Linked DNA regions of Oryctolagus cuniculus: region 2 is linked to region 1. A link is a contact called in public Hi-C data. All regions are on one chromosome and are shown on one strand. The core of a region is the stretch at or near the end of the contact, and the rest is flanking DNA. Distances in the headings are between cores, read along the strand shown. Region 1 holds the start of MIER3 (MIER family member 3). Region 2 overlaps GPBP1 (GC-rich promoter binding protein 1).

Region 1 (5,908 bases), core at 823-3,322:
AGCAGTGTTTTTATTTAGATCTCCTGGAACAAGCAGAGCTTTTTATCTGTTTTGACTCTTGGAAGTCTTGTCATCAAAAACAATGAAAGATAGCCGGCGCCGTGGCTCAATAGGCTAATCCTCCACCTTGCGGCGCCGGCACACCGGGTTCTAGTCCCGGTCGGGGCACCGGATTCTGTCCCGGTAGCCCCTCTTCCAGGCCAGCTCTCTGCTATGGCCAGGGAGTGCAGTGGAGGATGGCCCAGGTGCTTGGGCCCTGCACCCCATGGGAGACCAGGAAAAGCACCTGGCTCCTGGCTCCTGCCAGGATCAGCGCGGTGCGCCGGCTGCAGCGGCAGCCATTGGAGGGTGAACCAACGGCAAAGGAAGACCTTTCTCTCTCTGTCTCTCTCTCACTGTCCACTCTGCCTGTCAAAAAAAAAAAAAAAAAAAAAAAAAAAAAAAAAAAACAATGAAAGAGCCATCCATTTACGTAACAGGCTTTATCCAGAAAGGATTGTGTGGTGTAAGACTGGATGACAAACTTTTTCTCTAGTTATCGGGGTTAGAAAGTAGCTCTGCTTCCTTACACTGCTAATGAATTTAGCTTCGTTTGTGTTTTTATGCATCCTTATTTTACACCAGGGACATGGACTCCCTGAATCATGTGGCAGGATGGATAGCATCACAGTTGCCTATACAAAAATCCTTACAAGCAAATAAAAAGAGAACCTGCGGAAACACTACTAAGTCTTTGAAAAGTGCGTGCATCCGTGTCTCAGACGTGCCACGTTTACAGTTCCGATTAGGCAGGTTTGCCGTGAAGATGTGTTTTGTGGCGCCGCTGCTGGGAACACTTTGTCTGAGGCCCCTGTCTGGGTCTTGCCTGTGTTGTGCCACACAGGGACTACTTGGAGTTCTGTGCAAAAGGTGTGCTCCCTGCCTCTGGTTGAAAGTGAATCACTTGCATTTAGCTGCAAGCCATTTTTTACTTCGAAAACTCTGAACGCCTCATTGAGGACAGTACGTACAACGTGTGCCAAGCCTCTGGTTTCAAAGTTCAGCTGTTTTGGAGTTATTTGACTGGACAAAAGGTCACAAGATATCTTTCAGTGCTGGGAAAGTGTAATTTTCCATGTCTTTATGATGTTTTGGAATAGCTGAAGTGATTTTTCCCTAAAATTTCCATAGAGAAATAACACTTACCAGCGGTGTAAACTTGATATTGAGATGTCTTGGCAAAACATTTCAAGAATAACCCTCCCTCCTCCTCCCTGACCGATTCTCCAGCCTGGTCCTCAGTATGTCCCCCTGGGAGACCCCAGGTTAAAATCCAGACCTTTCACGCCTGGATTGAAAGCTTTAGCTTCTACGAGGTTTCTCAACTGTGACATCACACCAGAAACCTCACCGCTATCATTTCCTCCCAGGCGTGTGTTAGCAAGCAGCTGGGCTCATTTCGCCAAATCCCTGAGGGGTCCGGGCCGGTCAGTCCTGACTGCGTGTGCTCCCCACCTCTCCTTGGGCCTGAAAGCATCCTTTCTTCTCCACACACAGCATTCTTTCTGGTCCCCCACCCGAGGACTGAGGACACCGTGCGTCTTCCAGATTGGCAGGATCCACTTCTGGACGCCACCAACCAGCTGCCAGTGTACACTGCCCTGTGTTTTGTGGGCTTCACGGAGGTGAAGGCTCCCCCTAGGACGAGCAAACAGCCTGAAGTAGGAGCAGCTACACCTGTTGAGCCCTGTCTTCCCCATTGGACTAGCTTCCCAAGACACGAGTGGCCTTTTAGGGGGTCGCGTTTTTGAGATCCCTCCAGGGTTTGGATACACTATGCCTGTCCTTCCACGGGTCGGTCCTGCAACCCCTGGGTCACCGCACAGACGATCTGGGGATTACCAACACCTAGGACTGCTCTAATCCCCCCCTACGTGTACAGTTCATGTTTTACAAGCGTCTTCTTTGACTCGTGCAAGTGCGCTCAGCTTCATTCTCTGCCCGGTCGGTCTCGCGTCTCTCCTTGTGCTCACTACCTTCCAGAGCCTGCTTGGCAGGTGCCTGATCCCCGTCCCTGCAGGTCTCCTGGGGGAAGCCGGGGCGCCGTCCTCTCACTCTGGACGGACCCAGTGCCCGGCGGGCGGCCACTTCTCCTATTTCCTAGGGCTCGCGCCCTCCCGTCGGTCTGGTCGCTCGCTCGCCTCCCCTCAGGGAAGTCCGTCCAGTGGTCGCTCCCAGGCTCCGCCCGTCTCCCCCACGCCCCACCGCGCCGGAGTGTCCAGGGCCGGTCCTGGGCCTCGACCGGCTGGACGCGGGTCTGTCCCCGGCTTGTGTCCGGTTCGCTAGGAACTTTACTCCAGCCGGGAGCAGAGGGGCGGTGAGCGCGAGTGCGGGCGCGCGGCGCGCGGCGCGCGGGCGACGGCGGCGGGCGCGGCTAGGGGGCTAGAGGAGCAGGGCGCGGGGCGGGGTGGGCGTGCGAGCGGGCCGGGGGCGTCGCGGGCCGCCCTGCCCTATAAGGGGCCGAGCCGCCTCCGCCGCCGGGCGGGTGCCGGGCGGACCGCGGCGGCGACGGCGGCGGCGACTGCGATTGGCTCAGGCGCCCCATCCGGGGACTGGGCTCGGCGCTGCTCGTTCGCCCTAAAGGTACCAATATGGCGGAGGTGAGCAGGGAAACCGGGCAGGAGCGGCCGGGCTGGAGCGGGCGCCCGGCGGCCCCCCGCGGCCCCCGGGCCGGCGTGGGGAGTCCGGGGCTCCTCCCGCGGCTCCCCGGGGGCCGGGGCAGCGGCGCGGGGGGCGCGGGGCGGCGACGGGCCGCGGCGGGGCCGGCCGGGGGGCGGGAGCGGGCGCGGGAGCGGTCTCCCTCCGGGACTAGGCCTCGGCGGCTCCGGCCCCGGCCCGGCCGGGCTGCGGGGCCGGGCGGGGGGCGGCGGCCGGCGGCAGCGAGCCCCAGCCCGGGGACGGCGCCGTGCCGTGTCCCCGGCCGCTGACGCGGGCCGCCGGCGCCTCCGCGCCTCTTCCCGGGGCCGAGGTGGGTGGAAACCGGCCGAGCCCCCCCACTCCGCGACCGGATTGCAAAGCGGGGAGCGGGCTGCGCCACTGCCCTGCGGGAGGAGTGCGCTGCGCCCCCGGCCCACCGCGCCCCGGCTTCGGCGCCGAGCGGCCGCACGCTCCACTTTGCCCCGGCCGCAGAGGCGAGCGGGATGCGCGGCCGCCGGGCTTCGCGGGAGAAGAGCGGGACTCCTGCCCCGCAGCCCCGGAGGTACGAGAGTCCCTGGGGTAAAGCGAGCAGACCCAGACCGTCGACGCCCGCTCCGGGAGAGCGCCTCGACAGCCCCTCTGCCCTCCGGGCTGGGCGGGCGAAGCTGCGCTGGCCGCCCCCCGGGACTCGGGAGCTGGGGGGAGGGGGCGCGGCAGGAGCCCCTTGGCTGGAGCTCGCGGGAGCCGGGGGCGCGCTGGCGGCCCAGGCGGGGACTGAACGCCCTGGCAGGAGCCAGCATCCCTGGGGTCGGGGGGCTGCGTCTCTGGACTTGAACGAGGGGCGGGGGTTGGGGGGGGCCCTCACTTTGGTTTGGGGGTCGAGTGTCCGGTTCGAGCCGGCCTACGTTCCCGGAAAGAGAATGGCCTCGGAGTTGGGGCTCCCGGGCCCCGAGGGGCGGTCGAGGTGCATCGAGGGCGAGTCCCTTCCTGGAAAAGGGTATTTTGGTTGCTACGAGTTGTCGGGGGCGGCGGCGAGCCGGGTGGGATGTGGGGAGACTGATGCTGCGAGTCTGCGAGTCGTCTGGGTTTTGCTTCTGCTCTTTGTAACTTGCTGAGCTCCAAGAAGCGGCTTAGGAGTTGCGTGTTGGAGACCGGGCTGCGTCCCGGGTCTGCGAGCGTGTACGCTGGGGACTGGGGGAGGAAGGCGAGGCAGCCAAGAGGGGGCCCGAAAGGGGCCTGGAGCGAGCGGAGCCGAGCTGCGTCTTGCACTTTTGGCAGCGGCGGCGGCGGCGGCGGCGGAGCGCTCGCCCCGCCTCCCCTGCGCCCTGTTGCCTGCGCTGCCTCTTGCCTGGCCGCGCGATCTAACCTCACGTTTTCTTCTCTCTCCTAGGCTTCTTTCGGAAGTTCGAGCCCAGGTTTGTCCTGTTTTCTTACTTCTTGGGTGACTCCCAGAGGGTAACGGGGGCTCCGAGCTCCGTTGTTAAAAGATCTCCCTCCCTTCCTTCCCCCAAGATGATCCCTTTTTTCGTCATTGGTTTCTAAGAGCTTCGGTGTGCATTTGGTTATTAGGTTGCTTCCTTTTTGCCCCTTGCAGGCTGGAAATAATCCTGCTAAAGAGCTGCTGGCCTACAAGAGTACTTTTAAGTTGTGTGTCTTAAATTTTCACTTGGTTTTTTTCCTCCAAGCCTGAAACAGCTAATCCCAAATCGACTTTCCAACAACTTCAGCAGTTTGGTTTAGATTTCCAAGGGGCTGCTTAGATTCCTTGTTGGCTGTAACTCCCCGTGTCATTATTGTCATTTTCATAATTAAGAAATGCATTTACATTGTGTTAAAGTTGAGAGGTAGGTAAAGCTACCTTAGAGAAGGAATCTCGAACTTGCAGTGGTGGCATGGAAAAGTGGTGATAGAGGATGTTTGAGCGGAGACAGCGGCAGGTCGGTTAGTGCAGGTTTCTTCACCTCCCTGAGTTCAGGAACCCCTGGCAGGATTTGAAGAAGGCATGCACTGTGCACATAGGTAGAGTTACGCAGTGTGGGGCTTGTGGAACCCCTGGGGTCAGTGCAGGGAAAGGAGCTTTCTTCGCAGGTTAAAATGCAGAAATGGCTTTGTTTCTATGTCTCATCCCCTGTTAGCTCCCCTCTTGGCTGGCTGTTTCCCCTCTCTTAGTCTCCAGAAAAAGCTCTGTACTAGTCCAGCTCCTGTATTTTACAGTTGAAGAGACGGTTAATTACTGAGAGCCACCTAGCTGGTAGCTGGACTTGGGTGAGTTCTCACGTCTGTCTGCACTGCAGCGTGTTGCCTAGGAATGTAATGCTCTCTCCTTGCCACGTGACTTTTTGTATTTCATCAACTTTCAGGATCTCCTCATTTCAGGCATTATATAATAAATCAACACCAAGTTGAAGTTTGTGGCTATTTCAAAAATAGCTAAGTCCTCACATTTAAAAATTATTTTTCAAAGTTTTTCTAATTTTGAGACACATGTCTTTGTTTTACACAACTTCAGGAAAAGAATATGTACATGTTGTCACACATCTGGATGATGATAAAATTTTTCCATTTCTCAGCAGTGTCTGCTTTGAAGAAGTTGCCATATAAATGAAAAAAATCAGCCGTGTTTTTGATGTCTAAACACACTTTTAACCAGTTTCTAATCAGCCAGTTTTAAAAGAAAAGTTCAGCACTGAAGGGACTCCCGGGGTCATTTCCGCCAACCCTGTGTGTTTTATACGTGGGTAACCGGAGCTAGACTCAGAAAGTGTGAATGACTGCTTAGGTCTCAGTAGACCAAGGACAGGAGCAGCCCCTCAGACCCTTCTCTTTCAGCCTTGATGCTTTGGCATCCCAGGGGGGTTTCCAGGACTTCCTCAAAAAAGAAAATTTATGAGGGTGGATGTTCTGTTTTTCTGTTTTCTCCATAATGAAAGCTTTGGCTTGGTTCAGTGTTTTGGTAATGATCGCACACTGTCCTCGAAAGCTTAAAATTTTAAAAATATTAAATCGTTTGACTAAAAACAGGTCAAAGTTTTTATGCTGAATATGCTTCCATTGACTTCCTTCCTCCACCCCAGAGTCTGGTACTTCTTTGCTTTCCTGCTCGGGGAGGCACTGGTCTAATTGACTTAGAGACTAATAGAACAAGTGAAGAAAACCCCGGTTTTCATAAAATCACTTTAATTCTCAGGATTCTAGATTTTACTCATTTCTTCCCTGGCTTTTTGGTGTATCC
Region 2 (5,554 bases), core at 1,557-4,056, 260 kb before region 1:
AAAAAAAAAAAAAAAAAAAAAAAACATGAAAAATTATTACATTAGCTTTCCATTACTGCAAAGAAATACCTAAGACAAGGCACTTATGAAGGAAGTAGGTTTATTTTGTCTGTTTTAGAGGTCCAACATCAGGTGGACTCCCCACGTTCTGTGGTCTGGTTAGGTCAGCAGATGGCAATGGCAGACGGCGAGGAACAGAATGTACTCACCTCGGCCTAACCCAGGCTTTTATTATCAATCCTCTTGTGAGAGCTATGTTTTGAAGGGCAGATTCCCAATGATCTAAGAATCTCCAAGTAAGCCCATCTTCTAAACACCATAATTGCATTAAGTATTCATGTAAGATTATGCTAGAGTTTGAACTTTAAATGTCTGAATGAATTTGGGAGCCATATCCCAGTTAAACTAAAATAATGAGCTATACACTTAAAAACATAAATACGGGGCCAGCACTGTGGTACAACAGCAGTCTACGTTGCTGGCATCCCATATCAGAGCATGGGTTCGAGTCCCCAATGCCCCTCTTCTAATCCCATTCTCTGCTAATGCATCTGGGAAAGCAGTGGAATTTGGCTTTTTAGGCCATTTGGGGAGTAAATCAGTAAATAAAAGATCTCTTTTCTCTGTCTCCCTCCCTCCATTACTCAGCCATTAAAATAGGCAAAAATAAATCTTAAAAAATAATACACTAAAGAACACATATATGTGTGTTTCCTAAACAAGTATTTTGAAAAGCAATTCAAAAGAAGAATTAAAGAACATGAATTGGCAATTCACAGAAATGTAAACCCAACGTGCAAGAAACAGCAAAAATGCATTTCATAAAACAGTTTGGCAAAAATCTGAATGCTGGTATTTTGACAAAGTTCTGGCAAGAGGATAAAGAAAATGGTTAGACATAGCATACAGAAGCCTATGTATATTAGAAAATGACATAGGAGAGGAATCTAGCAATGTCTAGTCAAGTTCCATTTTTTACTTCTAACTGCAGCTTTCAGCGTTATTCAAAGTGAGGTATACAGAGAAGACAGAATCAGCATCACTTGGATGTCTCTATAATTTGGGGACCCAGCAAAGACCGAATGAATCAAAATCTGCATTTTAACAAAATTCTTCCAAGCAATTTTCATTCCCATTAAAGTCCAAGAGGCAGTAGTCTAAAAAATCTTATACAGCAACAAGGAGACATTATAAGAATATTTAATGTTGTATTCTTTATAGTATGTAGTGTTATAAAAATTGAAAGGTAAATGAATAGAATGTAGTATATGGACACAAAATATAGTACTACACAAAGTTTAAGATAATCACACTAAGTCTACAAACATGGAATATATCTAAGAGACATAACACGTAAACAAGAGCAGAAATATGAATAATCATTTATATGAATTTAAAGTACACAAACACTTTTTTTTTTTTTTTTTGACAGGCAGAGTGGACAGTGAGAGAGAGAGACAGAGAGAAAGGTCTTCCTTTGCCGTTGGTTCACCCTCCAATGCCTGCTGCGGCCGGCGCGCTGTGGCCGGCACACAGCGCTGATCCGAAGGCAGGAGCCAGGTGCTTCTCCTGGTCTCCCATGCGGGTGCAGGGCCCAAGCACTTGGGCCATCCTCCACTGCACTCCCGGGCCACAGCAGAGAGCTGGCCTGGAAGAGGGGCAACCAGGACAGAATCCGGCGCCCCGACCGGGACTAGAACCCGGTGTGCCGGCGCCACTAGGCGGAGGATTAGCCTAGTGAGCCGTGGCGCCGGCCCAAATAAATAAATATTTTTAAAAATACCTATTCTGTATATTTGTACATTAAAATATTTCATTGAACCCTCCTACATAGTCAAATCAAACAAGCTGCAGGAAAATACTTGCAAGGTAAACAGCAAACAAGGCCCTTAACATGAAAATAGCCATTACAAAATCACTATATGATTATATTAACTAACAGTTCGCAGAGCCAGTTCCTCCAAAAACTGGCCACAAACAATGCAAGTCAACACAAAAAAATATTTTCTCATTTAATTCCTGGAAGATTTAGAAATAAAAAACATGCCCAGTATTATCAAAACTGAAAATTATGATGTGATTATAAAATTGGCAAAAACTTTTGATCACCAGCTAAGCATCATCTACAAAAATGTACAAACTTTCTGACATGACAATTCTATTGAAAGGAATTTACCCTACAAATAAATTCAAGAGATACCCAGATACTTCTGCAGTCTAGTCCACTAACACATATGTCCATTCAATAAAAAAACTGCATGGTTACTGAAACAATAGTAATTCGCTGTAAGTGACTACAGAAAGATACTGGTCTTGGCCAGACCTTAGGGGATATAAAAATGATAGGCCAAACTCAAGGATTTTTCAAGTCTAGTCTAGTAAAAATATGACTATACAAATTTTTATCACCTAACTTAATGCTCAATCTTAGCTACTAATTACTCTTATTGTCTTTATTTATCTTATTATCTTTACTAACTGTAAATCCTTTTCTAGAACTCTGAAAAGATATTCCTCAGAATTTAAGCCTGTTGTTCCTAGTTTTAACTTATGTTATGACTTAAGCATTGCTAACTTTGTAAGGAGTGATATTTTGTGAAGTCTTCCAATGAGAAAATTTATTTTTAAAAATAGAATAAAACTTTTTTTTTTTTTGGGTTGTAAGGCAAAAGACTGTACTAAAGCAAAGAAGATTAAACGGATTATGTGCTAGATTCCAAGAACAAAAGACAAGCATATATCTCAGATCTGCACATCAGGGTTGAACCAGAGAGAGAGATGTTACACGTTCTTGGAGGTGACTCATGAGCTGAGTAATAAAAGATGAGTCAGTTAGCTAGGCAAAGTGGAGGACAGAATGTATTCTAGCAAAAGGGCCAAAGATGTAAGAGAATTCAGCTAAAAAAATGCAGGTCATCCACCTTCAACTAGGTAGGCACTACACTATACAATGTGACAAACTGGACAATTTTTTACTTCTCTCAGGAAACTGAGGGAGCAATCATGCTCATCAACCTGCACCTATTTTCATGATTAGCTCAGAACAACTCTAAATCAATCAAGGCAAAACAAGCACAACTTCACAATTACAGTAGGCTAAATCAGCAAGCCTATGTTTTTCCAACTATAATCTGCATTCAGTGGAAAACATGCAGCAAAAGAGTGACACATCAGATGAAAAGCAAACACCAGAAGGACATCAATTCAAAGAGTATAGTAACCAAAGCACCAATCACTACATCAGCAGTAGTGAAAGAAAAGGATTCTCACAGAATATGCCAAGGACTGATCAAAAGAACCTAGAAACGGCAACACAGAAGACACATTCAGGATTCAATCAACTCCACTGATCATTCGCAATAGGGTCACTCAAAAAGGGAAACAGATGTGGGGAGTGAATGAAGACTTAAGTTTAGAAAAATTTTGAAACACTTATGGAACTCTAAGTGAAAATGATAATGCACCGGCTGTTCACCAGCAGTTAGTTCATACATTAAACTGCATTATATATAAATAATTTTGATGGGCCGGCACCGCAGCTCACTAAGCTAATCCTCTGCCTGCAGCATCAGCACCCCGAGTTCTAGTCCCGGTTCAGGTGCCAGATTCTGTCCTGGTTGCTCCTCTTCCAGTCCAGCTCTCTGCTGTGGCCCGGGAAAGCAGTGGAGGATGGCCCAAGTGCTTAGGCCCTACACCCGCATGGGAGACCAGGAGGATGCACCTGGCTCCTGGCTTTGGATCAGCGCAGGGCGCCGGCCGTAGCGGCCATTTGGGGGGTGAACCAACAGAAGGAAGTCCTTTCTCTCTGCCTCTCTCTCACTAACTCTGCCTGTCAAAAAAAAAAAAAAAAAAAAAAAAAAATTTTGATCAGTGTTATGCCTGCAGGGTAAAATGTTACAGTAATGCTTCTCAAAATCGTGTATTGCTGTGCCCTCTCCCTCTCCCTCTCTCTCCCTCTCTCCCTTTCCCCTGCTTCCCCCCAAAGCAGGGCCAGCATTGTGGCATAGCAGATCCCAAATGAGACCAGGCTGCTCCATTTCCATTCCAGATCCCTGCTGATGACCTGGGAAAAGCAGTGAAAGAAGATGGCCAAAGTAACTGGGCCCCTGCACCCATTTGGGAGACCCAAAGAAGCTCTTGGCTCCTAGCTTCACCTGGCCCAACTCTAGTTATTGCAGTCATCTGAGGAGTGAAACAGCGGATGGACAATCTCTCTTGATCACTTGCTCTTTCTCTTCCTGTATAACTCTTTCAAATAAATAAATCAGTCTTTTAAAAAAGATCAAAGAGAATTTTCTAGCTACCTAAATTTTTCTGTATCTGGAACTACTTCAGCATATATTCAACTAAAAAATATTACTTAATGGAATAAAAGATCATGAAAAAAATATTGTTGCATCACAGACATTCATAGGAAGCTTTTATTTACATCAGCATGCAAACAAAACACTATGTAAAATTTATTGCTCACCATGGAATATAATCAATAGTTCACAAACCACTGCCTTAAGGCATGGACATCAGCCACATGCACTTTAAAATTTCACCACATGATGGGGCTAACATTCTACAAGTCTCAGAAAACTACCTAAGTGCAGTTCTGAGGTTATTTTTACTCTAATTTGCATCAATTTTCAAAACAAAAAATGTAAGATTGACATTAAACTGAAATAGAAACATAGTAGTAATTAATGATTTACCCATTTATTGAGGACAAGATTAAAAGTATAAAAACAATATAGGCAAACAATCTCTGGCAGAGAAAAAAGTTAATTACAAATAAGAACCCATAGTGATTCTGAGATGAAAGGATACGCCAGAAAAAAGGTGAACAGAAAGAGGTATTACTAAAAGGCATGTGTTTGGGGCTTGCGCTGTGGCGTACTGGGTTAAGCCTCCTCCTGCAGTTCCAGTATCCCAAGACGGCAGCGGTTCTAGCCTTGGCTGCTCTTCTTCTGACCCAGCTCTCTGCTATAGCCTGGGAAAGCCAAGTGGAAGATGGCCCAAGTCCTTGGGCCCCTGCACCCATATGGGAGACCCGGAAAAATTCCTGGCTCCTGGCATCCGATCCAGCCGTTATAGCCATTTGGGGAGTGAACTGACAGAAGGAAGACCTTTCTCTCTGTCACCCCCTCTCACTATCTGTAACTCTACCTCTCAAATCAGTAAATAAAAAAATCTCTACATACAGAGCATTTATAAAATCAGCATATTCATAAAACACTGTAGAAAACATTAAAACTAGTATCTGCCTCAACAGTGCATGGTATAACATGAAAAACATTTGGTCTTTGTCTCTGGTTCCTGGTCATAAAGCTCCTCAGAGATAGGAGTATTGTTTTCATATTGTTTTTCTTAATGAACCATTTATGTTACTGAGGTTACACAGGGTAAGGGCCTCTAGATAGCCTCTTGAAGTTCAACTGCCCTTCCTCCCCTATATTGCCCCCTACCCATCTTTTCATCTGCATCCTTGTAATAAACTGGCAACCTTAAATGTTTGCAAATTCTGAGATATCAAGCAATATTTGAAGTAATCCTGTTTTGTGGCCAG

The links. Hi-C and Micro-C count contacts between places; a contact is called where the count stands out from the background.
Region 2: a Hi-C map of an unstated tissue shows a contact between it and region 1, with 2.0 times the contacts expected there. The contact joins the enhancer-like site here to the promoter of MIER3 in region 1. A contact is called at or near these places in 2 of 6 Hi-C or Micro-C datasets (skin fibroblasts and an unstated tissue).

The regions. Positions count from the first base shown.
Region 1 is chr14:77,631,192-77,637,099 of mOryCun1.1, reverse strand. MIER3 (MIER family member 3) reads left to right here and starts at 2,072. Exons shown (of 12, transcript XM_070056720.1): 1 at 2,072-2,356.
Region 2 is chr14:77,888,378-77,893,931 of mOryCun1.1, reverse strand. All of the region lies in intron 3 of GPBP1 (GC-rich promoter binding protein 1), which reads right to left. Among named protein-coding and RNA genes, the nearest start is that of GPBP1, 40 kb to the right of the region's middle. Within about 2 kb of position 2,806, at least 1 of the 8 cell types and tissues checked has an H3K27ac peak or open chromatin away from gene starts, as enhancers often do.